Regions from separate parts of the Triticum aestivum genome. Here region 2 is linked to region 1. A link is a contact called in public Hi-C data. All regions are on one chromosome and are shown on one strand. Each heading gives the region's core, a stretch centred on a gene start, on an enhancer-like site or on the middle of the called end of the contact. The rest is flanking DNA. Distances are from core to core; before and after follow the strand shown. Region 1 holds the start of LOC123181381 (vacuolar protein 8). Region 2 holds the start of LOC123181383 (2-oxoglutarate-Fe(II) type oxidoreductase hxnY).

Region 1 (5,988 bases), core at 2,481-4,980:
AATGCGATGATGATAAGATTACCATGTTTGCCTTTTCCATCAACAAACCCGATATGCTGTCATAATTAGGTGGTGCAAACCAATCTACTTAAATGTTATGATGCATCTTCTGTAAATACTATTTTTTTTATTGTAGTATGATATTCCATCTTGTCGCGCTTTATAGAGTCTGATTATTGTTAGCAGTCTTACTAACATTTTACTTTTAAAGTTGATAATTGCGTATTCTTACATGGTCATGCTCGAGTTTCTTTCATTTTTGCAGTTGGACAAGCACAGATGTTATGATTCGCTTAGTGGATGGATGTCTCAAGTCTGTGGTCACCAACAGCCATATCAAGTCTGTGATCGGAATGAGTACTTTGCAAGAGAAGGAGGCAGAGGCGGAACATGCAAGTGGCGCCGTGGAGCTAGGAACTATTAGTTGATGGGCCTCATAATGCCATTACATGTCTAATTAGCACAATAACCATCCCTTATCCAGCTGAAGGTGTGGTCTGAATAAGAGCGTGGTTGGTTGGTTCCTATGGGCCGATCTCAACGCGTCATCATCATCCTGTGGCCTTGATCTGCCTTGGCTTCTTGTGAACTCTCTGGGGCTTGAAATCATTTGTTCTAGAGCATCATCAGTTGGGCATCCTTCCAAAGGCTTCTCCCAGGAGCCCTCTGCTGTGTTCTCTCACAAGCTTGAGAATGCACCTAACTACTTACGTCGTCTCATGCGGTGTTGTTTAATGCATGCCGTCTGATATGGTTGAAGCATCAAGCTGTATTCTGTACTGTATGGTACCATGTTCGCCCTGTGGCTACTGTCACGCTGGGAGATTAAATGGTCCACTCGTCTATTGTGTGAACTGGCAGCAATGGGACAGTGGGGGTCTGGGAAGGATATGCATTGCTTCGGTGCTGGGAAATTTCTGGTCGAATGGGCGCACAAATTTTCAACGATTCTTTTTTTTTGCGGATGAAATTTTCAACGATTCTAAAACAGTGTACCGCGGCCAAGGGTATAAAAATGTCAGCCTTGTTTTCTGGGAGGGCTCCAACTTATAGAGTCAGTAAAAAAGAACATTTGAACAGGATTTTTGCACGGTTCGGTGCATTCTCATGGATATTTAGAGCAATTCCAATGAGGCGACCCATTTCCATTTCGTCCGCCCGCGTCCGTTTGGGTCGGCGCGGATAAAAGTGACGGCCCAACGCGCCGACTCAAACTCAAATCGTGTCCGCCCGGCGTCCGCGCCGACCCATTTCCGGTTCAAAATTGCGCCTGGAATGCGTCGGTGCGGACGCGAAGCGCGTCTCCTCCCCGTCCACCGCGTCCCCACCTGGCGGCCACCCAACCGCCATCGGTCGTTTATTTATGACGACCACCGACAGCGGGCCCACGCGTCAGCCAGTGGAAGCGTCCTTTTTTAACCACGCGTGCGACGGGGTCGGCCTCATCCACTTTTCCCGTCCACATCTGCCCCCCCTCCCACTCCCTTTGCTTCCTCGTCGGCGACCGCAAACCCTAGCGCGTCCATGGGCCTCTTCGGCAGCAGCAATGGCAAGGGCAAGGGCAAGGGCACCCCTGGCGCCTCGTCCTCCCGTGCTCCCCTTCCCCCTCCTCCTTCTCCGGCGGCGACGCGTTTCTGCCTGGTCGCCGGCGCTTGCACGTCCCGGTGCACCAAGCGCGGTGGCACTGGGAGTACAGGCAGCCATTGTCGTACCCCGATGTCACGCTGCCGCACCGTTGGCATCTGGATCCGCAGCGGATCCCGGTGCCGACGGTTCCGCGTACCCAGCGGGCGCACGACGACGAGGTGCGCAGGCGCCGCGCGCAGCTCACGCCGGAGCAGCGTCGGCTGCCCGAGTACGCCGCCGACTCCCCCAACTGGGAGGCGTGGTTCGCCCTCGAACACGAGGAGCAACGACGCTCGGGTGTCGACGCCGTCCCGCCGCCGTTCCCACTGCCGCCCCCGCAGGTAGAGCCGGAGGACATGAAGGCGGAGGCGGAGTACCAAGCCGCCCTGGAGGAGGCCCTGCAGCACGCGCTGGAGGCTAGCCGCCTCGAGGAGGACGTGCACTGGGATGGGTTGGAGCAAGCCCTTGCCCTGTCGGCGGCGGGGGACTCCGTCCACACCCCGCTCTTCGTGCCGCCACCGCCACCGTCGCCGCCCGTCCAGCCCAAGCCGGAGCCGGAGCCGGAGCCGACGCGTAAGCGCTCCCCGCCTCCACCCACTTGGCCGGAGGAGGCCTACTCGTGGACGGGCCAATACCGCGAGTGGGTGAGCGCGCCTCCCATCCACTTCGCGCGACGCCGGAGGAGGAGGCGGCCCACCTCGAGCGATGGAAGGAGCACTGGCTCCGCCAGGAGCAGGCCGACGGCGAGGAGCAGATGCGCTACGAGGCCATGCTCCAACGCGACGCGGAGGCGCTCCGGCTCGAGGAGGAGGAGGAGGAGCGCGCGTGGCTTGCCGCAATGCCGCCGCCCCAGCAGACGCTGGAGGAGGTTGCCCTGGCAGCGTACCAGGCGGCGTTCAGGTGGGTTGGCCCTGCTCCGGTCTTCATCGACCTCACCGACGGCGGGGCGTCGACGACAAGGGCAAGAGCAAGGCCGACGACGTCTAGAGCAGCGTGCGGGGCGGCAGCAGGCGGTCGCAAACTTTTTTTAATGTTCTATTTAATGTTTGTTAGATTTAGGTGGACTTTGGCCGGCATTTGACCGGCCACTTTATGTTTAATTATGTTTATTTATGTTTATTTCGTGCATTTTTTCCACGGCGGCACATTTGGGTCGGCCTCACCGTTGGGTGGTAAGCCGACCCACTTTAAAATGCGGACACGTAGATCCGCCTGGCCGATCCAAACAGACAAAAAACGGACAATGCGTGGGTCCGTTTGGGTCGCCCTGTTGGAGTTGCTCTTACTCTCTCCCTAGTTTGATTCTGCAAAAGGAGGAGGAGGCGAGCTGAAAATGCTCATGTGACTAGGGAACGGTGATTGGTAAGCTCATCACGAGTCATAAATACAGGCTTGCAACGCCAGCCGATGGGCACGCACCACAAAATAAGTGGTGGCGCACGGCAACCGGACACGGATTAGATGGACGGGCGGATCCCGCCAAACAAGACAGTGACATAGCATGGCGTTCGTATGCAAAGTACCCTATTCCCAACCCGTGAAGTACCTGTACGTGTACGTGGTATACTGGATGGGACACTGACACCTAATCCTGCCTTGTGTTGTGCGATTGGAAAAATCTGGTGGTTAAAATTAGCTTTGCGATGAGCTGAAAGCCACTTTTTTATCTGGAAGGAGGCGCGCACATGCAGTGCGACGGGCTCTGTTCCAAACAGCGACACAAGATGAAACCATCACATACAGTGATCGTACGATTAAAAGGTGATTTTAGAACTTATATATCACTTAGTTTTACTGACTTTCTCAGATCAGAAAACTTTGGTTTATTTGCGGGTAGAATCCAAAAATACCCTCAGCCACAAGATGTCAAGCTTATTCAAACGGCATCGTCAGATGAGTTCGTGTCAACACACAACTAGATCGAGAAGCACTCGTGGGTAGAAACAGTCGAAACGGCAGCGACCTGGATTCAATTCAAAAACCCTCCCACTGCCTCCAGCTGCAGCGGATGTCAGCCAAAAGCCGTAAAAGGACGCCGAGCGAGCGGCAGCAGCAGCCACTCACCGATTCAAAACCCGCAGCGCTCAAACGGTCGGATCCCCCCGACCCCCACCATCCGTCCCATGTGCACCCCCTCCACGATCCGACGGCCCCGCCTCGCCCCAATTCAAAACACCCCCTCGTCCTCCGCTCCCCACACACATCTGCTAGCAGCCAAGCAGAGCAGCGCCCGCCCGGAGAGAAATAAATTCCGAAGGCCGTCTCCCCAACGACTCGCTCGAAACTGCGCGGCGCGACGCCAGAGGGACCTGTCGGACGCGGCTCGCTCGCTACAAGTGCAGCCCGGCCGTGGTGAGTGTTTTTGTTAATCATTCCCCAATCTTCTCTGCTTGCTCCTGCCCTGCTCTTCTCGCCTCTCCTCTCACTCCCACGCCCGCACTCCCTCCTCCTCGCCGAGGACGCGGGTGATGATTCATCTTCATCCATCCGTATGATGGGCAACTGATTAATTGATGATTGGCATATCCATCGTAGCAGCAGCGGCGGCGGCGGTACTAGCACTCGTTGGTTTCTTCTCGCTGGCGGCCGGCGCCGGGAGGAGGGCCGGAGCAGGGGCGAGCGGGGGCGCGTCCAGCGGAGGCGAGCGGATCGCAGGGCGAGGTAAACCAGCTTGCTTCATTTCGCCTTGATTTTTTCTGCACGTGGTCTCTGGAGTGGATACGCGTCCCGTTGCCTTTCGCCTTTGCTTCCTCGCGGCCAACTTTCCCGTGCTCCCTTGGTAGGCTTGCAAGCCAAGCTAAGCATCACCGGGGCTTTTCTCCCTGTGTCCGTCCACCTTCTAGATTTCAGAATATCCCTGCAAGTGTTTGCGATCATGAGTTCGAGAAAGGAACGAGAGAGATTTGGGTGCGAATTGTTTTCGAAAATTTACAGGTGGGTTTCTAAGTTTGCGAGATACTCCGTACTTATTTTCGAAATCTATGGAGGGGCATTTATATGATTTTAGCAAAAGTACGGGGCCAGACCACAATAAATTCCGTCCTCATCCGTGCCGCCGCCGACGCTGCCCACGCCGGCGCTCGCACGTCGCTGGCACCCCGGTACGACAGCTGTATTCACCGGGCCGCCCGCTCCCGATGACGCGTGGGGCCACCGAACAGGCGGGGGCTCGGCTTTGCGTGGCCTCTCTGAAAGCAAAGCGAAAGGCTCCCTCGGGCCCACACCCCAAGCAGCCCGTGCGTTCGGATCCGGGAGCCCGAGGTCGTGTGCTCTGGGCTCGGTCGGCCCCGTTTGGGTTCCCCGCGACGCTGCCGATCCGGCTCATGATGTGGTGCCCCGCCACCCACGCGCTCACTCACTGACACGCCGGCCCCACCTTGGCCGTACGGCACACACCGCTATGGAAAGTTGTTGCCACGGAGAAAAAGACGTCGTGTTACGCAGATCGCGTGCGCGGTGCGTCGCTCCATGTGCCGATGACAAGTGGGCCCACTTCCTTTTTTAAACTGGTACTCTAGTTAGCTAGTGTTAATCTTGGGTCAGGTTAAAGTCTGTGGGATCTCTTTCCGTACATGCGTGGCTACTCTAGAAGCTCGTGATAAAATTTGTACATAAAAGAATTGTGGTGAGAGTTTTTTTTTTCTTTTTTCTTTTTCACATGGCGTGCAGCTTTTTTGGAGGGCTTATCGGCTCGTCTACGATACGTCGCCCCAAGCAATTATTTCCCCATGATTCTTTTGTGTTACGAAAGCGCCAGATCTTTGGATTACAATACAAGAAAGTACTCTGGCCTAGTGTGAAAATTATGAGTGCCCAAATCATGCTCCTTTTGTCCTAAGCACTCCAAGCTTAAGATCACGAACTTTCCTGAGACGGCACCCGCCGCCGCCCTCCGCTTAAGTCAGCCCCTCTAATGCCGAAGCAAACGTCGAAAAATATTGGTTAGAAGAAAATGCTCGCGCCAGTCTGTTTGATGCTTGGAAGTAACATGCAGAGCCAAATGCTACAGGAGTACTACGTATCCCGTTCCGTTCTGCTCACATCACTTGGCCATCTATCCCGTTGCTGAATTTATTTATTTGTTTGTTCTCATTCACTCGTCACCTACCTAGCCCTCATTCCGCGGGTCAAAACTCAGAATGCTTCTAGCCTGAATTTATTCTGTTATTACCGAACAGTGCAAAGCAGGCAGAAAGCTTGGGAATTTTGATAGGGCCATCGCACCAGCTCATGATCTTGTGTGTCGCCGCCCGCAGCATTTAATCCGCCCGATTTCGCATTTCGTCCACCCAAAGCAATGGAAAGGCCGGAGGAGAGCATGCTAGATTGCTAGATGAGGTTAGCCGTAGCTTTCCACGACGG
Region 2 (5,988 bases), core at 1,598-4,097, 240 kb after region 1:
ATAAATGTTTATTATTCATGCTAGAATTGTATTAACCGGAAAATTGATACATGTGTGGATACATAGACAAAACACCGTGTCCCTAGTAAGCCTCTACTAGACTAGCTCGTTAATCAAAGTTTGTAGTTTCCTAACCATAGACATATGTTGTCATTTGATGAATGGGATCACATCATTAGGAGAATGATGTGATGGACAAGACCCATCCGTTAGCTTAGCATAATGATCGTTCAGTTTATTGCTATTGCTTTCTTCATGTCAAATACATATTCCTTCGACTATGAGATTATGCAACTCCTGGATACCAGAGGAATGTCTTGTGTGCTATCAAACGTCACAACGTAACCGGGTGATTATAAAGATGCTCTACAGGTATCTCCGAAGGTGTTTGTTGGGTTGGCATAGATCGAGATTAAGATTTGTCACTCCGAGTATCGGAGAGGTATCTCTGGGCCCTCTCGGTAATACACATCATAATAAGCCTTGCAAGCAATGTGACTAATGAGTTAGTTACGGGATGATGTATTACGGAACGAGTAAAGAGACTTGCGGGTAACGAGATTGAACTAGGTATGAAGATACCGACGATCGAATCTCGGGCAAGTAACATACATATGACAAAAGGAATAACGTATGTTGTCATTACGGTACGACCGATAAAGATCTTCATAGAATATGTGGGAACCAATATGAGCATCCAGGTTCCGCTGTTGGTTATTGACTAGAGAGGTGTCTTGGTCATGTCTACATAGTTATCGAACCCGTAGGGTCCGCACGCTTAACGTTCAATGACGATTTTGTATTATATGAGTTATGTGATTTGGTGACTGAATGTTGTTCGGAGTCCCGGATGAGATCACGGACATGACGGGGAGTCTTGAAATGGTCGAGAGGTAAAGATTCATATATAGGACAATGATATTCGGACACCGAAACTGTTCTGGGGGTACCGGGTACATATCGGGTCACCGGAAGGGGTTCCGGGCATCCTCCCGGCAACTACATGGGTCTAATGGGCCAAGAAGGGGACAGACCAGCCCCTAGGGGGCTGGTGCGCCCCATGTAAGCCAAATAAGGGGGGAAGGAAAGAGGGGAAGAGAGAAAGGAAGGGGAGCAATTCGGCCTCCCCCTTCCTTCTCTCCTCCCTCCTCCTTCCTTCCCCCTCCGGATGGATATGGAAGGGGGCAGGCCGAATAGGGAGGCGCCCAAGTAGGATTCCTCCTACTCGGGGCGCCCCCTTGGCTGCCTCTCCTCCCCTCCAACCTATATATATGAGGGGGGGCACCGCTAGAACACACATCAACAGTTGTTAGCCGTGTGCGGCGCCCCCCTCCACAGTTTACGCCTTTGGTCATATTCACGTAGTGCTTAGGCGAAGCCCTGCGCGGATCACTTCACCATCACCGTCACCACGCCGTCGTGCTGACGAAACTCTTGCTCGACACTTTGCTGGATCAAGAGTTCGAGGGACGTCATCGAGCTGAACGTGTGCAGAACTCGGAGGTGCCATACGTTCGGTGCTTGATCGGTCGGAACGAGAAGAAGTTCGACTACATCAACCGCGTTGTCAAACGCTTCCGCTTTCGGTCTACGAGGGTACGTGGACACACTCTCCCCTCTCGTTGCTATGCATCTCCTAGATAGATCTTACATGAGCGTAGGAATTTTTGAAATTGCATGCTACGTTCCCCAACAGATTCGTGGTACGTGGATGGTAGGTATAATTTCCTCCTCCAATGTCTTAATGGTGTGGGGGTGCCAGATCTGGAGTTCGCTGGTGTGTCTGGGGTGTTGCCCTGGTCTGATTCGTTCAACGGTAATGGTTTCGCCTTTGGCGAGGCACCTTAGAGGCCCACAAAGCTGCATATCAGCGATGGAGCCGCGTCGAGCTCGGGTGTGGAGGTGATCCATCATTTTTTCCTTTTGTGGCCATGTGGTGGTGCTAGAGGCAGGTGACGGGTGTTGGTGTCAAGCTTAGATATTTCTTCGGTCTTGTTTGTATTTTTACTTCTTGGCTGGTGCTCCTTTGTGCAAAGGCTAGCGTTTCGCAACTTTTTAAGTTTTGCTAGGTCGATATATACGTAGCTTGTACTATGATCATTATGATATAAATGAGACATATATTACCATGCAAAATAATAATAATACAAGATTAGCATTTTTAGTATGGTAAACATTTTTCAATACACGACATACTTTTTTTGAATGGAAATGAACATTTTTTCAACACAATGTATATTTTTTGTGTACACTTGGAGCATTTTATTATATATATTTAATATTTTTAAATATATGATCAACATTTTTCATACACATAGTATTTTTTATATAACCCTCCGTTTCTAAATATTTGTCTTTCTAGAGGTTTCAAATTGTGACTACATACGGAACAAATTGAGTGAATCTACACTCTAAAATATGTCTATATACATCCGTATGTGGTGATCATTTGAAATCTCTAGAAAGACAGATATTTAGGAACGGAGGGAGTACATGACAAACATTTTTGTTTACAGGTTTAAAGTTTTTCGAATGCTTGATTTAAAATTTTCAAATACTTAATAGATATTTTTTAAATGCTTGATTAATCTTTTAAAATACATGATTAACTCTTTTCCTACACATTGTATACATTTTTATATACATGATAAACATTTTCTCTATACAAATTTAACATTTTTCGCCTGTGGCTCCTGCGCACTTGGCCGGTCTATTTATGTAGGCGCCTGACGCGAGCGTATAAGCGAGACATTGGCGCGTCCTGCGGCAAGGGCCGTGCCATGCCAGGCCCTTTTACATCCGGTCCGGGCGGGGCCATGTGTCCAGGTCTGCTCTAGCCCAGTCAAGCCTTCCGCCGAAGCCCATCCATAAAGATAGACTGACCAAGATTCAGACATAGTCAGGCGCAGGCGTCAGCAGAAGCAGAGCAACAGGCGATGGCCGGCGGTAGCCTGGACCTCCCCGTGGTTGACCTCGCGTCCCCCGACCTCAAATCCGCCGTGGACGCCGTCCGGAAGGTTGCTCGCATGATTGCCCTATTTTGTGGAGCCACCAAGAAGCGTCACGCCATGAGCGATTTGGTTTGGTTTTACAGGCATGCGTGGAGAGCGGGTTCTTCTACGTCACCAACCACGGGATCCAGGACGGCCTGCTGGAGGCGTTGTTCGCCGAGAGCAAGAAGTTCTTCGAGCTGCCGCTGGAGGAGAAGATGCTGCTGCAGAGGAACAGCGCTCACCGGGGCTACACCGCGCCCTACGCCGAGAAGCTCGACGCGTCGTCGGAATTCCAGGGTTAAATCCAGTTCCTGATCTACCTGAATCGACCTCTGTGTTAAATCCAAGTAGTATAAATTATGGCTCAGGAGACGTGCCAGGTTACCGATAGTATTGTTTACTGAGAGCAACATTGTTTACGACATTTAAAACTGAACAACTAGCTGAACGTCATTACTTTGTCTCCAGACAATAGAATATTCACATGATTCTTTTGAAGCCAGGATAGCTAGAAGCTTATAAGTATTTGTCATCGTGCTTCCGTTACTTTGTCTGCTCAGATGTTGTGGTGGCCTGGTGGGGAGAGAGTTAGTTAGTTACAAATGTAGCAGAGCAGAATAGGGGTTGAAGAACCCATTGATATTATCCTCAGTTCCTCGCATCCTATAGCTTGAAGCAACCACCGCGCCTTCTAGACTTGACCTTCGGCATTTCTGCTGTTTCTAGTGATATATTGTGATCCCTGATTGTGAATTTTGTGATATTGAGCAGGAGACCTCAAGGAGAGTTTCTACATTGGGGCGGTCGGGGATGTAGATATGCCGAATGATCCTAACCAATGGCCTCCTAAAGGTGCTTAATCTGCTTTGTCATCTCTTAAGAACTGATAAGTTTGTTACCTGTCATCCTTATAAGTGTATATAGACATCAATTGTGTTATTTGAGTCTTCTTTTTATGCCTTGCTTCTTCTCAACAGACAAAATGAAACCTTGTCTGATTAATTTAACTGCAGAGCGATTTCCATCTTGGAAGGATACAATGAAGCTGTACCATGCAGCTGCACTGTGAGTTTTTTTTGTGTGTGTGTGTGTCTCAGCAAAATGAAATCGATCAATTGTATCAGAACGACCATTTCTTCAGATTTCCAGTGTTGCATTTGTATGTTCCTTTTATTGAGCTATCTAGAATAACTATAGTCAATGGTATTTCTGATTACCAACCAGGGCTGCTGGCAAAAGGATACTCTCTCTAATTGCTCTGAGTCTGGACCTAGAAGCTGAATTCTTTCAGAACATCGGTGCAGTCGACTGCTCTTCAGAAGTTATTCGGCTATTGCACTACCCAGGTTACATCATTGTCTTTCCTTTGTGTCATTTGAAAGAATCAGAAGTTCTATTCTAATTATATCCCGTGGAGAGGCAGATACATGCTTTATGTTGCCTTTTGTTTGCTCCTATTCATTTTCATGGTTGATGATGGTTGCTTGGGTGGCTTCTTTCACACACTAGCTTATCAGTGCTTTGCCATGGATCAAAGTCATACTGTTCAAACATAGGCTAATTTGGCTGTGCACTCTGTGTCACGCCTTCAGTCACTACATTCTCGCCTCCAGTCAATTGTCCATGTCACATCCACATCCCTCATATTACTACCTAATAACTAAAATCCCTTACATCATTGATATTTCAACAGATTTAGTGTAGAAAGCATACTTGCAACCTCTAGCTATGTTCTTTTAGCAGCAGGTCCTATACATTATGCTGCTTAAAGCTGCACTGCCAATCAGGACAAAGTCTGATAATACTACAGAATCTAGAAAATGAAGTATGCATACCTGCAAAAAATCTGCCATGCCCAAAAGCGATCACCTATAGTTGACCAACAACACAAGTTCTCTACAAGGGCAGCAGTTCCAACAAGGGCAGTGGCGCTGCAAGATTTAGCATAGCAATTTGAATTTTGAAACCCAGCTGAAGGGGATTGTAGCGAAAAAAGAATGGAAAAGAATTCCAAGTTCACTGTAGGTGAAGTAAACAGGTCTGATAAGTATTTCCTTACATAGTACTCCCTCTGTTCACAAATATAAGATGTTTTGGATATTTCAAGATGCACTACATACGGACTGAAATGACTGAACGAACACACCATGTGTTATATACATCCTATTCAGATTTTTTTAAAACATCTTATAATTGTGAACAGAAGGGGTATTCCTTTTTTTTCCTTTCTAAATATTATTTTTGTAGAGAAAACAGAATGGAAAATAATAAAAAGTTTACTGTAGGTGAAGTAAACGAGTCTGATAATGGAAATTATGGTGCATCAGCTCATTCAGATTATGGAATGATAACTCTTCTAGCAACAGATGGCACTCCTGGCTTGCAGGTACTCTTTCAGTTAATTCTTCAACTTCATTTTTGTTCTCTTCTGCAGCTAATCACTCATGTACAAAATGTATGTTCAAATTTTTTGGTTGAGCAGGGGATTATGTTTTGCCACTTCAACAAACAATAAATCTTGTTTTAGAAAAGTATAAATCATGACATCATTGCTTTTGCATTTATAATTTTATATGCTGGATACTTGCACTGTTGTGGGTGCAGATATGCAGGGAGAAGGATAGGCATCCCCAGCTCTGGGAAGATGTTCGTCATGTTGATGGGTAAATATTTCTTCATAAACAATGATATGGTCTGGTGCCTTCTGCGGTGATTATTATTTTAGAAGCTTTGAATGCCTTCTATTTCTCTATTTGCTTGTTGGTTCAGTCTACTTGCTTAACCCCTGTTTTGCATGCTTTTAGACAATATGTTGCAGGTATGACAAATGATCCTAACAAATCTTGTGAACTTGTAGGACCCTTATTGTTAACATTGGCGATTTGCTAGAAAGGTGGACGAATTGTGTTTTCAGGTACTACATTTTTAACATGTTGTGTGGAATCCATCATGTCTGCAGTAGCAGTTGCGCCATAAATTCTGAAATGCTCAGAAG

Evidence for each region. Hi-C and Micro-C count contacts between places; a contact is called where the count stands out from the background.
Region 2: a contact with region 1 is called in a Hi-C map of leaf, with 3 times the contacts expected there. The contact joins the promoter of LOC123181383 here to the promoter of LOC123181381 in region 1. A contact is called at or near these places in 2 of 5 Hi-C or Micro-C datasets (both in leaf).

The regions. Positions count from the first base shown.
Region 1 is chr1D:262,875,460-262,881,447 of IWGSC CS RefSeq v2.1, forward strand. LOC123181381 (vacuolar protein 8) reads left to right here and starts at 3,731. Exons shown (of 3, transcript XM_044593636.1): 1 at 3,731-3,978; 2 at 4,165-4,287. The coding sequence starts at 3,750. LOC123181380 (protein COFACTOR ASSEMBLY OF COMPLEX C SUBUNIT B CCB2, chloroplastic) reads left to right here. Exons shown (of 8, transcript XR_006491712.1): 8 at 266-854.
Region 2 is chr1D:263,114,526-263,120,513 of IWGSC CS RefSeq v2.1, forward strand. It overlaps LOC123181383 (2-oxoglutarate-Fe(II) type oxidoreductase hxnY), which reads left to right and starts at 2,848. Exons shown (of 11, transcript XM_044593638.1): 1 at 2,848-3,017; 2 at 3,095-3,290; 3 at 3,765-3,845; 4 at 4,007-4,058; 5 at 4,218-4,339; 6 at 5,279-5,379; 7 at 5,598-5,656; 8 at 5,851-5,907. The coding sequence starts at 2,937.